Linked DNA regions of Mus musculus: region 2 is linked to region 1. A link is a contact called in public HiChIP or PLAC-seq data. All regions are on one chromosome and are shown on one strand. The core of a region is the stretch at or near the end of the contact, and the rest is flanking DNA. Distances in the headings are between cores, read along the strand shown.

Evidence for each region. HiChIP or PLAC-seq counts read pairs in DNA pulled down with a chosen protein or histone mark.
Region 2: a contact with region 1 is called in an H3K27ac HiChIP or PLAC-seq map of embryonic stem cells, with 8 read pairs. The contact joins the promoter of Ppil1 here to the enhancer-like site in region 1. A contact is called at or near these places in 2 of 39 promoter capture datasets (embryonic stem cells and macrophages), 1 of 15 datasets of contacts at CTCF or cohesin (the NIH/3T3 cell line), 1 of 484 Hi-C or Micro-C datasets (female germline stem cells), 5 of 115 datasets of contacts at active chromatin or transcription factors (the SCID.adh cell line, bone marrow-derived macrophages and embryonic stem cells) and 3 of 9 other capture datasets (adipose tissue, liver and pancreatic islet).

Annotation. Positions count from the first base shown.
Region 1 is chr17:29,212,101-29,214,920 of GRCm38.p6, forward strand. All of the region lies in intron 3 of Cpne5 (copine V), which reads right to left. Among named protein-coding and RNA genes, the nearest start is that of Cpne5, 24 kb to the right of the region's middle. Within about 2 kb of position 1,506, at least 17 of the 459 cell types and tissues checked have an H3K27ac peak or open chromatin away from gene starts, as enhancers often do. A contact at or near this core is called in embryonic stem cells, where this site is marked.
Region 2 is chr17:29,262,719-29,265,717 of GRCm38.p6, forward strand. Ppil1 (peptidylprolyl isomerase (cyclophilin)-like 1) reads right to left here and starts at 1,253. Exons shown (of 4, transcript NM_026845.4): 1 at 1,154-1,253. The coding sequence starts at 1,209.

The DNA of each region.
Region 1 (2,820 bases), core at 256-2,755:
GACAGGAACTCAAGCAGGGCAGGAACCTAAAGGCAGGAGCTAATGCGGAGACCACGGAGGAGTGCTGCTTGCTCCTCTTTCAGAGTCTTCTTTGACTAAGCTACTCTGCAAACTGCAGGCAAGAAGTGCGCTCAGTGCCCAGAGTGGGTTACTAATGAGCCTCCGTAGACAAGTGCACACTGCAGCCAGCTCCTACCCAACCTGCATAAACATATGTGTGAGTTCAGTGTCTGCAATTCGTGACTGGCTCCCACCTGGCCAGCGTCGCCACACTGAATCTACCCATACACTTATGTCCGAGTCACTGTGTGCCTGGCTGGGTGCTGTCTTTGCTGTCTCATTGGGGTGTGACAAATTAAATGGATGTTTGCTCATTTCATGTTTGTGTGAGTATATTCACACAAACATGAAATGAGTAAAATAAATGAGCATATATATATGCTTTAACAGGTGCTTAAAAATATATACTTACCCCGGGCGGTGGTGGCGCATGCCTTTAATCCCAGCACTTGGGAGGCAGAGGCAGGTGGATTTCTGAATTCGAGGCCAGCCTGGTCTACAGAGTGAGTTCCAGGACAGCCAGGGAAGGCTACACAGAGAAACCCTGTCTCGAAAAAACAAAACAAAACAAAACAAAACAAAACAAAAACCAACAAAAAAACCAAAAGAACAAACAAAAAACCCACATCCCTTCTAGGTAGCAGTGGCACATGCCTTTGATCATGCCAGGGAGGCAGAGTAAGGCAGATCTTTGTGAGTTTGAGGACAGTCTGGTCCACAGAGCAAGTTCCAGAACAGCCAGAGCTACAAAGAGAAACCCTGTCTCAAAAACATATATATATATATATATCCACGCTCAGCCATCCCACAGGCCAGTTAAAGTCGAATCGATGTGCATGGGGCCCAAACAACTGTACATCCTCCCGGGAGGGTCTCTAGATACAGCTAATAAGCAGATGAGGTTGAGAGCCGCTAATGAATGAGGACTGGGCCGGGGGGGGGGGGGGGGGGGGGAGAAAACTAACATTTACCCAGCTTCTCCCGTTCATTGATCAACGGGATCATTAAGCTATCTCGTTTAATTCTTTAAAAATTCTGAGGGCTGTTACCGGCTCATGAACACGGAAATAAGTCAGCAAGGTTAGGTAACCTGCCCACAGCCACAGAGCGAGAAACTCAGGATATTTTTTGTACCTCACCTGACTGGAGGGAGGAGCCACCTAAGCAAATGAAAATCAGAGAAGGTGGATTATTTTCCAAGGACTGAGGACAGCCCTGCTGTGTGCAAGCAATGGGTTCGGGGTGGGGGTGGGGGTAGGGGAACACCACACTCTAGCCTCAATAAAACCCAGCTCCTGTCTCTCCTATAAATTCCATAACAACGTCACAAACATGCAACCCTTTGCAAAGGATTTCCTACAAGCTCCCCGCCCCTTCTAAGTAAACCTCCCGGCTTCAGACAAAAGGAAAATTTCCCCTAATGGCTTCTTTGCGGGAGTCCTGCAGGTAAACACTTATGTCTTAGAGAATTCTCTGGAAAGATCAGACTTCCTGCTGTTCTCCTTCAATGCCTCTAGCCTGAAGCATTCCCCTACCAGGGCTGACAGACAACCCCACTTCCACGGCCCACCCCCAGCCCACAGTCCACGGACACCCCCCCCTTGCCCGGCAGGGAGGATGACAGTGGCTGCTTTGAAAATGGCACTTGACGCTTCAACAAGGGGGGAATTCCCTGGAGACTGCTTTCTGCTGCAGAAGGAGACGGGGGTTCCCCTGGAAACAGGATGGGAGGGGGGGCTCCGAAGGTCCCTGGAAAGTGGAGGGGCTTGAAGGATTGCTGGGATTCGGGCATAATTAACATATGTACATTGCAACTGTGAAATCAACAGCCCAGGGGCCTGCTAAGGAAGCTTTTTCATTAGTTGGACTAATAACAGCAAGGGGTGTGTGTGTGTGTGTGTGTGTGTGTGCTGAAACACAGATTTTAAAATTCTAAGAGGCCACTGGGTGCCTGTCAGGCTCAATGCATACTCTGGCTAATGAAGGCAAGAATACAATAAATGATGGATAATGGTGTGTGTTGGGGGGGGGTGTCAACCTGGACGCTGTATTATTTCACATAGAACTGCAGAGTTCTCCAGACAGAGTGGCCTTGGGGAGATGAAGTATGAGCAGCAAAGCCTGCCTGCAGTCTAACTGCTGTGTGCATCCCATTCCATCCTTCCATCCTAGGGGAGCAGGGAGGAGGCCAGGCCCCTCACCATCTCAACCTGGAGCCCGGACACTTCCTCAGAATCACCTGTCCACCACGCTAGTCCATTCGGAACCACTGCTTGGTCTAAGCTCTGGGCTCTGAGACAAGAGAGAGGGTCTCTCCTGTAGCATGTGCACCATGAACCCTAAGCAAGCCCCACACAAGCACAGGGGTCCAAATGCACCTTGGCTGTGCTGAGCCAGGAAATCAGTACATGAAATAGATGCAGAAAAGCTAGAGAACCTTCCCAGGCTACTCCGAGAGGGGTGAGCAATGTCGGGGAGGGGGCTCCCTGACCTCAGGACTGGGATGCCTCCTGGGGAGAGAATCAAAAGCATAAGCCAAAAGACGCCCCGGAAAGAAGAGCAGTTACCCTCTGAAAGGCTTTGTCCCTAGCAACAGACCCAGTGAAGCTTTTCGAGGAAGCCGCTCCCATGAGCTCCCATGACTAAGCCCCGAGAACACCAATTAAGCGGCATTAACTTCAGATCATCCTGACCAGTAGACCCTCAAAGGGAGGCAAGCCTTGAAACTGCTTTGGGGACTGAATTAAGTGGTTCCCAGGG
Region 2 (2,999 bases), core at 3-2,502, 50 kb after region 1:
ATAAATATATCTTTAAAAAAAATCAAATCTAAAGAGAATGTGTAAAGCAAATAGGCTGGTTACTTCAAATGTCCACATACACCCATACGAGTGCTTTTATTCTCTTCTCTTAGTGCCTTTAAGGATAAAACAAGGCAGGGGGCTCCTGCTGTACATTACCCACTGAGCTCTGGGGAGAATCTGTATGGCCCAGGTTCAGGAGGTCCAGCAATGTGAGCACTCTGTAGAACTGGGAGCGAGAGCAGTGGTGCGTGCCTTCCTAATGTCTACACTCAGGAGCCAAGGGCAGACAAAATGGGGCTCAAGTCAGTAGACAGGGCAGACCAGGCTCCAAGCAGGGTTCCCTTCAATCAGTATGAAAACCAGGTTGCAGGTAAATCTATAAAATGCACCATTTCTCTGCTAAAACTGGAGGGGTGTGTGTGATACAAAGCCTTCGGGACAGGAGCTGCTAGCAATAGTAAACTGAGCGCAATCACACACAAGGGAGGCAAGGCACTAGGAGGTGGCTTAATTTTATATATTAATATAAATATAATAGAATGTTAGGTAAGCAGTCTATTCTATCCAGCCCAGCCCAGCCCCTGGACTTCTGATCCTCCTGCTTCCACCTCCAGAGTGCTAGGATTACAGGCTTGTGCAACCACACCGAGTATATATGGTGCTGTAGCCCGAGCTTGGGGCCTCGGGCATCCCCAGCTCAAAGATCACTCTTGGATTTTGGAGAAAATAAATTTTCTTCTACTTCCAAAGAAATTTGTTCAGACAACTCTACTTGTCCCGTGATGTTTACACATCTGTCTCCTTCACCATAATCCAGATTTGTGTTTTCAAAAATCCAGGTCCTACGCGCATGGCTTGTGTGATCAACACACACTTGTTGAGAAAAAAAATGAGTGAGTGAGTGAATGAATGAATGAAGATGGAAGGTGGATATAGGTAAATGAACTAATAAACGTCGTGGGGAAAGGACAGCAGATAGAAATCGTCGAGGTCTCCGGGATGTTGGAGGGGCTCCCCTGAGGTCCCTTCAGAACTTACAGGTACTCCCGGCCGCAGCTCTGTGCGTGCGGGCAACCTGCGAGTCAGGCCGGCCACTGCGGCACGAACCCGCGTCCCCTCCACCAATTCCTCCCCCACCTCCAACCCTCACCTAGTCTCCAGGTAGACGTTGGGCGGCTGCCAGGTGTCTGGGGGAATCGCCGCCATGCTGAGCGAAGGTATCCCCCCCGCTAGCAATCACTACTTCCGGCGGAGTTAACCCGGGACCCGCCCCTGGGCACACACTTCCGGTTCCCGCCGATCCGCCCGTTTGCTTGACAGGATTTAGGGCGCTGGGACAAGAATGACGAAGGATCCTTCTTTCTAGGCTGGGAAGAGGGTTGCAAGTCGAAATGCTCAGTGCAGGAACTCAGACAAGTGCAAGATTCTCCAGGGGCGATTCGCGCCACGCTCCGGAACAGTGATTGGTCTGTTTTGGCGCGGAAGGCGGGAACAACCTTCTTCACTCTGATTGGAGGGCTGGAGAATTTCCTAGTTCCCAGACTTGGGTGATGCCCCTGGCTGGCTTTGAACTCAAAAAGATCTGCCTGCTTCTGTCTGCCGAGTGCTGGGATTTAAGGCGTGCACCACCACGCCCAGCGTCTATTCCTTAAAGCAATCCTGTGGATGACAGGAGTCCCGTTTTTCAGCGGAGAAAACTGAGACTCCGCCGTTAAGTGCCACATGGCAAATCTGATCCCACAGACTCCAAAAGCAAAGAGCATGTGGAAAGAGGAAAAGGCTGGGAAGAGAGACAAAGCTTAAAATGACTGTCCCAGGAGATAGTGGTGCACGCCCCCAGCGCTGGAGCGGCAGAGGCAGGGGGATCTCAGAGTTCAAGGCCTGTACAAGGTCTCTTCTACAGAGCGAGTTTCAGGATAGCTAGGACTACTCAGAGAGGTATCCTTGGAGCTGGAAATGCAGGCCAGTTAGTAGACGGCTTGCCTAACAGGGCTTAGTGGGTAAAGTACTTGAATTTAGGTCCCTAGGACCCATGCAAATGCCAGGTAGATATGCACTTGCGGCCTCAGCAACCGGGAAAGCAGAGACCATGGGGAAGAATCCAGGGAGCTGGCTAGCCATCCAGTCTAGCCCAAATAGCTCTCTCCAAGTTCAGTGAGCCACGAGGGAAATGTATATTTTATATTGAACATCCCATAATTAACAACAAAGAAGTAGGAAAATATTTACAAGACTTCCTGAGTTCTAAGATGCATCTACCCTCCCACCCACCCACTTCCTGCACAGCAAAGCAAAAATTGAGCAAATGCTTACTCTTAACAACCTACGGCTCTTCAGAAAATTGAGCAATGCATATTAAAGAGAAGCAATCTGAACCGTAGTGTGCAAGGTACTTACTTACAGGCCAACAGAGCTGTGGGTGAACACTCTGGGGAGGCTCTCCCATTAAAGATCAGATAAATAAAAAAGACTTTAATTTTTTATTTATTTTGTGTGTGTGTGTGTGTGTGTGTATCTGGGTTTGTATGGGCACACAGGAGCCCACAGAGGCCAGAAGAGTGTGTCAGATCCCCCAGAACTGGAATTACATGCAGGCTCTAGCTGGCATATGGAGGTTAGGAACAGAGCACCTGAACCATTTCTCCATCCCTAAGAATGACATTTTTCATGATTAAGGAAAATTATTTTTAAAAACAGTCTCTTGGACCGGAAAGGTGGCTCAGAGGGTAAAGTTACCTGCTTCCAAACCTGAAGACCTGAATTCAACCTGGGACCCATACAGCAGAAGAAAAAAACTTCTCATAAGACACACAAATACACACACACACACAGAGAGACACACATATACACAGAGAAGAGAAGCGGCAGGGGCTCTAGCTCAGTGAGAGCTTAGTTGCCCAGCATGTCAGAAGCACACACTAAACCATCAAAAGCAGCTAACTTCCACAGCCTAAAATTATAGATTTTATCTTATCTTTTTTAGGGGTACTTTTTTT